Regions from separate parts of the Bicyclus anynana genome. Here region 1 is linked to region 2. Evidence: chromatin contacts called from public Hi-C data. All regions are on one chromosome and are shown on one strand. Each heading gives the region's core, a stretch centred on a gene start, on an enhancer-like site or on the middle of the called end of the contact. The rest is flanking DNA. Distances are from core to core; before and after follow the strand shown. Region 1 overlaps LOC112044780 (meteorin-like protein). Region 2 overlaps LOC112044780 (meteorin-like protein).

Region 1 (6,018 bases), core at 1,149-3,648, 33 kb after region 2:
ATGAAAAATTATAGCCAGTAGAGATGTAAAATTCCCAGTCTTACATAACATAATGGGGAATGCTTAAAAAAGGTTAGGTAATATCAGTGAATGATAAAAATCTTATAGCAATAAGAAAGCGTACGACAAATAAAAAACATATAACTACAACATTAATGCTGCCGTATTTGGAAGACATAAAAAGTCTAGCTAGTGTAATATGCGGAGCCCCTTCTCTACTGCGTCGAGTTTTTATACTTGCCCATAATACAGGCGCATATCTCAAGATTCAGCCCATTAGGAAGGATTAAGGAAGCCCTGCGATGACGTGAAAGTATTAAGGATGTGACTTGTCGACGATATTCTAAAAATAGTTTCCATAAGGCCGTACATTCGAAACGCGTTGAATTTAAACCGATTATGGACCTTTTAAATATATTTTTTTTATTTGTGTTCTTTTTAAAACATTAATGAATGTTTATAAAAATACATCGCTATTATTAGGTTAAGTTAAACTTGCGTTAAAGCTTTTATTTAAAGGCAATTTTGACTCATGAAAAGTTTTTTTAAAAAGTTCTGCTCTCAGTGAAATTTAACCAAACAGAATTGCCAATAAAATTCGATAGGTAAATAATTTTATGTAGTTTAGTAAGTATAAACCTAAAAACTAATATCTAAAAACGTCCGTAAACGTAAGTTCAATGAATAAAGAATGAACGTCTATAAAGGGTATAAGACAAACTCGTAGACACTGAAAAAACAGGACACAGAAAAGGACTTAGTAAGTTAAACTTAAAAGTAGCTTCACATTTTCTATTCTCTCCCAACTTTAGCATATAAAGGTAGTTATACTTTCGAATACTCAAGTTGGGTATTTCTACTTAAGTAACTCATAAAGTAGAATTACGTGTACGCAAAGATACGCATGCAGAGGTCACCAACAATAGTCTTACTTTGTATATCCACGTCCGAGTTCCCGGAAAGCCTTTTTTATTCAATAACATGCTCATTTACAATGCCATATAAATCTCAACTGAATTTCTGAGATGCAACATGACTAATAAAGGGGCGTTCGCTCGGCCACACATACAATACAATGCGTTTTACATAAAAGGCTTGTAGCTTTTTTATTGTCGCGTACCTACCTATAGGCATGTTATCTTTTATAGCAGGCCCATTGCCCTTAGTCGTATATCTTAGTTTTATGTTAGGTTCGGACCGGCCATCGGAGTCGTGGGCAGGGCGTAGGCGCTACTCCAGAAATTCTGCCCACGTGACGAGATCCGAGATAAGTAGGCAGTATTGTGCAGCATTCATTTCGGTCAGCTTGGAGCGTTCGAGTTTCTAAACGCGTTGGTCGCGTGCCGTTATCTGTCGCTTGCAAGTTGCACCGTATTCTTATCTGATGACCGTAAAAATGACTCGTGCTTTTTATGTACCTGTAATAAGTTTTTGCTGGCGGCTCCGCTCGCGTTTCTTTTGAATTTTTTCTATGTTACCCGAAACGAATGTTACGGGCGCGGTCGTGATTCTTCGCTTGACATCTATGATATTGGAATGGTAACAGCTCACAAAATGGGTTTGTTGACGTCACTATTTTGTGGATGTTGTTGCTTCACTAGAATTTCAATTTTATAACAGTTTAAAAATATAATTGGGAATAATTAATTGCAAAGTGAATTAAAGGACTTATGAAAAGATGCAAAACAAAGCAGATTAAGGAAAGATTTTTCGTTTTACTTACAACTCCACAAGATGACTTCAATAAAGTTTTGATCCCTTAAAAGTTATGACATAGAAAACTTCAAATTGGAACGAACTTATAAAATTACTGACTTATAGATAACTATAAAATTGTATTGTACTACAAAAATATATTGCGCATCAAAAAGAAAGAAAGATAGAAGAAAGAAAAGATCTTTATTTTTAAGTAATGCCACATATCACATTAAATCTAAATTATAACATATTATGGCTTAACTGTCCGCTCAAACAGTGGAGCACTAAAGAATGGCCTGTAATATGTGGCACAACCTAGAAAAAGGCCCCAACTCAGCATTTTGCCGCATACTTTCAATAAACACATCACAATTCACAACTGAAAAGATTTGGATAAAATTTGAATATGGCACAGAGATAAATTGCAGAGCAGAACATAGTAGCTTAAGACATTTATTTAATCGCGCGAGATTTCAACAAAACAATTAAACGCGATTGACGACGCGAGCTAGTGTATCATGTTAAATATGACCAAATCGATATCACCAAACATGACAGTAGTAAAAGAAAACATGTTAATGGGCAGATTACGTGTCCCATTACGGGTAATCTTGTCGCTAATGGCTTTTTTGTTGCAGCGGGCTGACGTCGAGCACGGAGCGGGCAGTCACGCCGGTGTACCTGCGGTGTAGAGAGGGTAGCGTGTCGTGGCTCTACCCGCGGGGAGCGCTGCGACTGCTATTCAAGCCCCCTCTACCTGCCGACGAGCGAGACTTCCGTGTTTGCGTCAGGGTTATACGAAGACCTGACCCTCCCGACTTCTTCCAGAATATACAGCTTAATGAGTCAGGTAAAGTGGTCTTCTAGTATACTCGTAGTGTATCTGTAGAGAAGCCAGTGTATCGTGGCTCTACCCGCGGGAAGCGCTGCGATTGCTATTCAAGCCCCCTTTGCCCGCCGACGAGCGAGACTTTCGAGTTTGCGTCAAGGTCATTAGAAGGCCTGACACTCCCGACTTCTTCCAGAATATACAGCTTAATGAGTCAGGTAAAGTGGTCTTCTAGTATACTCGTAGTGTATCTGTAGAGAAGCCAGTGTATCGTGGCTCTACCCGCGGGAAGCGCTGCGATTGCTATTCAAGCCCCCTTTGCCCGCCGATGAGCGAGACTTTCGAGTTTGCGTCAAGAAGGCTTGACACTCCCGACTTCTTCCAGAATATACAGCTTAATGAGTCAGGTAAAATGGTCTTCTAGTATTCTATCAAGCACCCTCAACCGGCCGACGAGCGAGGCTTTCGATTTTGCGCCAGGGTCATTAGAAGGCCTGACCCTCCCAGAATATACAGCTTATGAGTCAGGTAAAGTTGACTTCTAGTATAATTCAACTCGGCTCTACTTACCAGCAAGATGCATTGCTACTGAAGAATAGGCTTTTGTAAGGACTTCCAAACACCACGTCTTTAAGCCGCCAGCATGCAGCGGCAACCAGCTAATAGGTATTATACTATTTCTAATTGATTTCCAAAAATTCTTTATTCCGCTGTATGTATCTTTAAATATATTTGTTTATGTTACAGGAGCCCCAGAGAGATTCCCAGCGCGAATTTTCGTAGAAGGCGTCCGAAGACTTGTGCCTTTATACGCGCCTGATGATGGCGATGTCCGGGAGCTGCGATGCTTCCGCAGTAGACACGGACAGGCGGCGTTGTACGTGGAGGCGGAGCCCGAGGAAGGGACGAAGAGACGAGTGGCCTTCTTCAGATACGAGGCCCGGCCGCTTGTCAGGAGACATTATGATCCAGCCACTGCTGACTGTCGGCCATGTTCTGATTCTGAACTAGAGATGGCGTTTTGTACTAGTGATCTGGGTAAGTGTACCAACCTAATTATTTTTTTTATGATTATACCTACGTTACAAGTTATAGTAGACTAGCAGAAATTGTCACGCAATACAAAAGCATTGAACACAGTACCAGGGTAACAGATAGCTTAAGGTTCAATTAAAAGTATTTTTATTTGTTTTTAATTTCTATAGTAGATATTATATTGTATAGTGTAGGTATATGTATAATATATCAATACAATATGAGACAAATTTAGTTGCTACGAAACTTAACGATGGTTTGAAAAGAGCTTAAACAGGTAATTGAAAACATCGTTATTCTTTTTATTTATTTTTCTAAATTATTGTGCAAAAAATAATTTTCGTTTTCATAGCTTTAAAATTCAATAGCTGTAAATTTGAATTAAGTAAGGAGATGTCCGATGTCCATTGACGAAGAGGAGTATTTTACCAATTTATTGTAGGTAGGTATTGGCTAACATGTTACAGTTTATATCGAAAGCCATTATATTTTATCGCGAAATCATTTGCATCTTAATAATGTTTATATACCAACATAAAAGTTTGTTGCAAATTGCATAATCTCGTATCCTGCGACCGCTAATGTAACATTTTGTTAATTTCCGTATAATATCAGCTGATTATTATGGAAGCTTGCACCACCGCGATAATAAGCCAACGCCGAGAAGTGGCTCCTGAATGTTAATAAAGCCCGGCCTCCGCGACCGCACCGCAATTTGTCGCCGTAACCGACATTTCTCGTCGTCGCAAAATTGAATTTTTTGAAATTTAAATTATTATCTCACCGTTTTGCAACCAAGAAATATGCCGTAGCAACCAATTATGAGCACACGTTAGAGTTTAAAAATTATACTATAAAGACAACGCGCGAAGTCGAATTAGCGGGTTTTTTTTACAAAACTTTTTGCGTTGCTATCCGTCGGGTCGTTAGTTATACACACTTGTTGAGAAGCGATGGAGGCAGATTTGTTTTGTTGTAAATTAGTGGACTTGCAACCATTTGTTTGACATTATTTAAACGACTTTTTGCTGCTGTAGGTCTATTTTTGATGTATCAGTTTTCGTTGCGTAACCCGCATACTCGTTTTAAGGCTTAATGCCTGTGACGTAAATAGGGTTTATTTTGAGGAAATACGTATTTAGTTGGCAGAAATCTATTTCAACTTTTTGCAGTACCAGGTATTGTTTTACTTATAAAAAAACTTTAGATTAATCAGTCGTGCGATTCCGGTATTTTACACTCGTCGGCGAACTTTTCGCCATAACAAGTCTTATTCGAATTTAAACTTTATGCTTATAACACCAAAATTAAAAAGTAGGTACTTTTACCAGGGATATAAAAGACTAGCATGCTTTTATATCCGTGGTCTTAACTAACCTGACCTAACCTAGACCATTTAGAAAAAAATGTTTATAATTTTTTCATTTTTTATAATTTATTATAATGGAGAAATATAATATAAATTGTATTATAAATCAACACCGGATCCACCATTACCGTAACGCCGCGCAAACTTCTTAGAACGTGCTGAGATTAAAATGCGACTCATACCTATTCGTACCGGTCTATGTACGGAAGCTCTAACATATGCAGCGAGGGTATGGGATGACTACTTAGATTCACTTTACCACCATAATAAGCATGTGACGAGTACACCATACCGGATAAACTAGTACGAAGGCACGCGACGCTACGGGGAGCGTATACGAAGGATACTTTTTTATGGTTTTTTTATTACTTGATAGATTATAATGGTGGTTATGTCATAGGGTTCGGAGCGGTGGGCGGCCGGTATTAGCCTCTAGCATGTATCATTGTAGTTTTTGAATGTCATCCTGCATAATAATTGTTGATATTTTTTCTCGAGTCCGTGAAATCGGTGGAATGAGGACGGCGTCTCGCTGCGACGGTATTAGCATTTGATTTATGTTTGAGCGACTTTAAAATTTATTAAACGCGTATTTTTTCCCTTTTTGTTTTTTTTTTCATGTATAAGTAGGTACATGTAAGTAGAAAATTTCTGCCGAGATTATTGCAATAATTTTTTAACTGATTTTTCTCGTTTTTTTGGTAGGGAAAGGCGTTCTCTCATAAAGGGTTCTCATTAGTTACATGTACTTTTCAGGAAATGTTATTATAATTTCAATGCGGTTCGTTGGCCTAGAAAATAATCATGATTATTTATTATATTAAAACAGTAGGTAAATTTGTAAACTTTTTGATAGAAAAATAAGTAGCCGCTTTGAATTTTCATTCAGTAAAAATATTCTAAAGTGATGGTGATAATTTTATAAGTAAGCACCTAATCGTAACTAGAGTATAAGTCTTGATTACATAAAAAAAAAACGCATTGGTGGAGGATGAATTTGTGGAAATACTTAATCTACAGTTGTGAAATCCAGAGTAAATAAGTTTTTTTTTGTTTTTTTTTCTACTGGCATTTTCTAGTCCAAAAT
Region 2 (6,393 bases), core at 3,851-6,350:
CGCTGCCATCTTAGATTACATCATCCCTTACCACCAGGTGAGATTGTGGTCAAGCGCTAACTTGTAAAGAATTAAAAAACAAGAAAAAGACTCTTTGCGCCAAAAATGAGCAAGCCCTTCTGTTACACGTAGAGGCAAATTGCCGTGGTATATTATAAATCTGATTTTGAAAATTCTTTTACCATTAGAAAGCTAAGATATTTGTCAGTGTCATAGACTATATTTTATACCCGTATTCTCACGGGAACGGTAACTACAAGGGTGAAACCGCGGGGCGTCGGCTAGTAAGCAAATATAAAGCATTTTCCGTCAATTCACAACTTTTTAATAACACGGCAAAACAAATTGTTACGATTTTATTGAACAGAAGAATTCTTTGAATGAAAAACGACTAATTAACACCGTAATGTGGGTCGGCATTGTGTCGGCAGGTCAGATGAAGGCATTCTTTGTGCCGGGCCTGTTTATTTTTTCAATCAATTCTCGTAGACGCCTCGCACTACCTCCCTGGCGCTAATTAAAGAGTTATAACTTGTAATACAAGCGAAGTCAGCGATGCATAATTAATACGTACATATCTCTTGAATCTCTTGTCACTAACGATGCGTCTAGCATGGAATATATTATCGTGGCGGTAATAAGCATATCTTTAACCTTTGTTCAATGGAATCTGTATCCCAATTTGAATATCTAACGGAATGCAGCCTTGAAATTTGCTGTTTTGTCAAAAAATTCAGTATTCGAGATGAGCAGAATTCGTTGAATAATGCATTAGAGACGTCTAGAGCGGTTATTATAGAGCAGAGTTCCCCAAACTTTTTTGTGTCATAGTCCCCTTGCCATGTTTTTCCGTGTTGGGTAGACGCCCTACTTACCTGATATTGATTTCCAGTAAATGTCTAACTGTAGTAAAGTTTAATGTTAAAAATTTAAAATAATTAATACATTTATTAATTGAATTTAAATTAAAATTACTCAAAATCTAATTTTGTATCTGTTATGTAAAATACACGTAACATTAAATAAACATAAAATAAACTATAAATTAAATAACATAAGCAATAAGTCAATATTTTTAGTGCGAAGGATGAACCTGATGCTTTAATAATAAAGATAGTAGATATGATGTAAGTAAATAGTTACTATCAGTGTATTTGTTAAGATCCACTATAGTGGACCCCCTATTTTCATTTCATGGACCTCCAAATTTATTTTCGCTGACGTAGACCCCTTGCAAGTTGACATAGACCCCTAGGGTAGGGTAGAATATATATACCACTTTGGGAATCACTGTTATAGAGGATGCGCGGGCGCGGGCCGGAGTCGCACGCGCTGCATTTTAATGTCGACGGTCGCCACACCACGTCGATCATAATAGCCGTCCTAATAACGATTTGGATAGATTGAAATCTATATAAAATGTTTGTTGTTCTTTAGAGGAACCACGCTGAGAATAAATTGTAATGGCGCCCAACATTTTCGTTAATCCATCTCAAAATGTTATTATTGTTACAAGTCATTGTGGTGACTTTATACCGGATTTTGTCCCATAAAAAATGATTGTTTGTTTATTTAGCTGAATATATTTTTATGCAAATGAGTGTATTCACGCATCGAATCATTATTTACGTTATAACGCGATGCGTCGCTAATGAGGCGGCACGGGCTCGCTTGTAATTTGACTCTGGCGCTGGTTTACCGACTTGATAGCTGTGCCTCGCGTCCATCCATCATAAATTCTCTCCGTGTAAGTCAACACCGCATACTCATCTGGTTTCTGAGTAAAAGGACGACAAATAAAACCACCTCGAGTGTTTGCAACTCGAGTGCGGCACACTTTATTATTTTTGTGGTAAAAATTTTGTCGTCGGCAAAAGAATATTCGACCTATTTGCATCCGTCGCCATGTATAGTCATCGGTTATCTGGATGCCACGAAAAAAGAAGTGAGCAGGGCGACCGATTATAATGTAAAAAGAGGTTCTCGGTCGTTCCATAACCGATTGCAAATGGCACCCGCCCGAGGCTCCAGTCCGCCATTTATAGCCCTTCGCAATCTCGGCCGATAAAAAATAAGCATGCAATGATTTCTTTAGCACATCAGTCTCTAGCTATCCTTTGCGATGATTGTGTAAGCGAAGAAAATGGGACTGTTAGGGATACTAAAATTAGTGTGACAAAAAACCGTCTGCGGCCCTTCTTTGAAATGCCTGAGCGTAACAATGGTCTGTTTTGCTTTTTGCATCGTCCATATAAGAACTATTGATTGAGTTTGGAAAGATATTATCTCAGCAGGTGAGGTATATTTATTTCCAATATCAAAATACATTTTAAATCAGCGCGTGGGTCGACTGCGAGCGTACTAATTAGTTAATTACTTTATTAGACGCGTACTTACTAGATAAGAGGTTATATGAACATGTCTCATCTATAATTTAGTCCATTAATTAGTACACGTTTTGCATAATAAGGGACTTTTAGACATTACTCACTGGGCTGTTATTATTTCGAGTCGGCGCATATATTACTGAACTTGTTTGGTTGTGGCATGGGCCTTTAGCCATGCAGACATAACAATGGGTTTCATGTTAGCTATAGATGGCCAGATACGGACGTAATTGATTGGAGACATTGTGTTTTATACTGCGGTGTATGACGGACGTAACATCTACTAATTGACGTTGTTTGTAGCTTTGCGTTAGAATTTTTACTTTATCATTATCATTTTATTATGAACTAGCGGACACCCGCGACTTCGTCCGCCCTTAGACCTTATTCCTATCGCAAAATCCGTTCTTAACGGACACCTACTAACAATAAACTCCCTCCCTGCCCAATTTCCTTTCGCATTTATATATTACGATTTTGAATAGCTCACTTTTACAAGCCTGATCTTAAGCCAACGACGCTGATCTAATTTGGGTTTAAGTTTTTTTTTATTAAGAAAGAATACAAAAAGGAACTTAAGCGAACTTATCCTAATAACTATACAAATCATGCCCACGTGGAATGGTGGCAAGAATATGGCTGCATTTCCTCAAGGACAGCCTAACCCCTCTCATTCTGAGAGGAGACTCGAGCTCAGCAGTGAGCCGAATATGAGTTGATAATGACGATATTGTAAGCTTCACTTATCTTCCATAAATGCATATCCGTCCGTTCCAGTACAATAATTTCTACTTCCTTTTATCAAAGCTAAATGATTGGTGTTCGTGTTAAATTGCTTAATTCCACTCCACTGTGCCCGGTTCAGACGTAACCCAATATGACACGCAAGTGACATTCGATATACTAAGGGGAGCAGTAATTTTTGACGCTATTCATATTTTACAAGCATGTAAGGCACTTTGGTTATGTTTATTTGTGTTTTACATATTTTTGATTTTGGTCATCATTATCAGCCTAATGAATATTTAATGAATAGGCCATCTCCAGGACCAGCCGGCCTATTCATTAATTTAGACTTTATTAACAACCAATTAAAATAAACATCAAATCATCTGAGAAATTTTATCTACTTACTCTATGATATCTACGAAGGGTTGTCAGGCACCGAATGATATTTCTTACATAGAATCTGAATTTCGTATTATGTCAACTAACTTGTAGTCTATGAATTAGGCTGTATTAAGGTATATGGATCTTAGACCCACGACGGTGCTCCTATGTTGGCGGGTTTAGGGTGTTAACGTTTGATTTTGTAACAATCTAAGCTAATTAACAGTTGACGTAACGTTTTAATGACGTAACTTGCAACACCCCAACTAATAGGTACCGCTTTGTATTCTTACTGTCAATGTCTTGCAATAAAAACGTACAAATGTGCAAAGTGTACCTACGTACCTAGATACAGAGATCCCCTACAATCTCAGAAACTTTATCTCAATAGAAAATTAGTTATGAGAGTTTACGGGTCCAGCAAATACGCGATTTAATCACATTCGATAGAAATCTCAAAGTCGACTGCAACAATTATTGTGGTCCGTTAAAAGATTTATAAATTAATCCTATATAACCTTAATCTGCATAGACTAAGACGCCATACGTTTACCTAAACAAATTAGATCGGTGCTAACTTAGCTCGCCGTTCGTTGCACAAGATTTCCACGAAGGAAGAGATAAACTAAATAAGTTGCCGAGTTTGTATATCTATGTATGTAAATGTTGCAATTGGCTCGGAATTCCAATTGGCTTGTTTAAATATGGCTAACTGGGTCTAACTCCTTAGCGCGCTTTAAATTATTTTACATAGTGTGCCTACCAAGTATTTACGTAAAGCTAATAAACTTTCTACTATATTACAGTTTAGGTGGTAGTCCACTCATGTGTACTAAGAGAAATCTTTAGGCATATAAATAACAATTATGTTGAGTCAACTATTATTGTTCCGATAGTTGTTTCAGTCAGTCTTATAGTGAAAAGCTTTGACCAACACCTTAAGAAGCTTTTGCTTAACTCTTAGATCAAGAGTCGGATACAGAAGGCAGTGATTCCTGAAACGGCGCGTATTGTGAGGTCCCTCACTCTGGAGCCCTGACCACCGGTTGCTTGGACACTCAAATGTCCCGCAGCGGGAGGGTTGATATTTTTTATTAATCTTAAATAGTGTTTTATTAATATTGTTATAATTTTAAAAAAGTATTTAGTTTATTAATACTTTTTTAAAATGCTTCTTTAATTTAAATCTTTGATTGCATATTAAAAGAGACATTTATCTCATTATCAGTAGCTTTATCAATCAAATTAAAGATAAGTGATTGAGCGTTTACCTATGTCTCAATCTTTAGAGCCTTTTAAATATAACCAACCAATCTTATTTCTATAATCATATACGATAATATTGTCGAGTATTTAACTGCATTTGCTTAACATCCTCTTAGTTGGTCTGACTAAGCATCAGTTCATTCAGAAACAAGTTTTTACATAGGATACCTTTACATACTTAAGTGGAAATGGCACTTTATTAAATGTTCACTAATGACTGAGTAAATATCTCAAGTAAAACGTACCCAAAACGCAACTGTACGCGTAATGTATACATCAGTATATAGTGGGGAGGCGATATGTGCTTAGGTGCGATCTTAGGGGTAGACACACACGAGGCGTGAACGCTAAATCGCCGCTCAAATACGGAGGTGTGAAAAGCCCGATCGTGCCTTTCTTATTGTGGACTAAGCCGACCGGTCTAATAAATTCGAATGACCGCTACCCGTCATGATCAGTAATCTATGTGTGGTACACTGAGCTTAGAGGGGCAATCAATCCAGATGAAATGCATGAAACTGAATAGCTTCAAAAGAGCAGTACAGATTTTATAGTGGTCTGAATAGGATCAGGTAATTGACACATTGAAGAAGTTCTTTGTACAAATAATAACTTCACATAATGCTCTTATCTTTGTCAAATTTATGCTGTTTCTAAACAATTTAAAATAATTAAAGGAAATAAAATGCATCGAAGAGCTGAAGAGAATATTTAGAGCTCCAGCAGTATTTTTAACGAGATTTAATTTGTCCTTATTGCAGAACCTAAGTAACTTTTTAACTGACTTCAAAAAAAGGAGGAGGTTCTCTTCTCTCTCTCGGTGTTACCTGATTTCCTGGATAAAATTCCACGGGATTTGTGAAAAAGTATACACTCGAACGGAGTTGCCAATCTATACATAATATTATAAAGCTGAAGAGTTTGTTTGTTTGTATGGTTGAACGGGCTAATCTCAGGAACTACTGGTCCGATTTGAAAAATTCTTTCTTGTTAGATAGCACATTTATCGAGGAAGGCTATATTTTATTCCCGTATTCTAACAGGAAAGGGAACCACGCGGGCGAAACCGTGCGGCATCTTTTAGTCTAATAATACGAGTACCAATCTACATGTGCCATATTTGTAGAATGCCACTTAGGTGAGTATTTTGTTTCGCAGTCGCTACTCGCTAGCCGATACGGTTACGTATTATATCGTGATCACACGTGCACAATGATTAATCTAAGGCCATCGATCTATTGTGCCTGTCTTGTCCTTCGTGACTTGATCGCCCGTCTCGACAGCTCGCTACGATCGTCGAGTGAAAGTGGACGCGACTTACGAGCCTTTAGCGTGTTACGAAAACTCTATTAGCTATCGGGGACAACGGTTTTTTTGTTCGTACAATTCCATGGGAAACAATTGATGATAATTATGACGAATTACATTACATGCAGTATAAGATTATACTGTCATCTCCCTTTGTGTAGGATTTTGTAATCAAAGTTTAAAATTTCTCAGATGGTGATTAAAAATATATGCTGTACTATGGGGAATATCTGTTTTGAATTTTTTGGATATTTTCAAATCGAGCAATTACGCCTAGACTTTTTCCTTTACTGACCCTTACAAAATTTGTATCTTTTACTTT

The links. Hi-C and Micro-C count contacts between places; a contact is called where the count stands out from the background.
Region 1: a contact with region 2 is called in a Hi-C map of whole body, with 2.9 times the contacts expected there. The contact joins two enhancer-like sites. A contact is called at or near these places in 2 of 2 Hi-C or Micro-C datasets (whole body and whole larva).

What each region holds. Positions count from the first base shown.
Region 1 is chr11:5,117,888-5,123,905 of ilBicAnyn1.1, forward strand. LOC112044780 (meteorin-like protein) reads left to right here. Exons shown (of 5, transcript XM_024080736.2): 2 at 2,337-2,548; 3 at 3,275-3,565. Among protein-coding and RNA genes, the nearest start is that of LOC112044774, 44 kb to the right of the region's middle. Within about 2 kb of position 2,399, at least 6 of the 8 cell types and tissues checked have open chromatin away from gene starts, as enhancers often do.
Region 2 is chr11:5,081,946-5,088,338 of ilBicAnyn1.1, forward strand. The region is part of intron 1 of LOC112044780 (meteorin-like protein); the gene reads left to right. Among protein-coding and RNA genes, the nearest start is that of LOC112044780, 12 kb to the left of the region's middle. Within about 2 kb of position 5,101, at least 7 of the 8 cell types and tissues checked have open chromatin away from gene starts, as enhancers often do.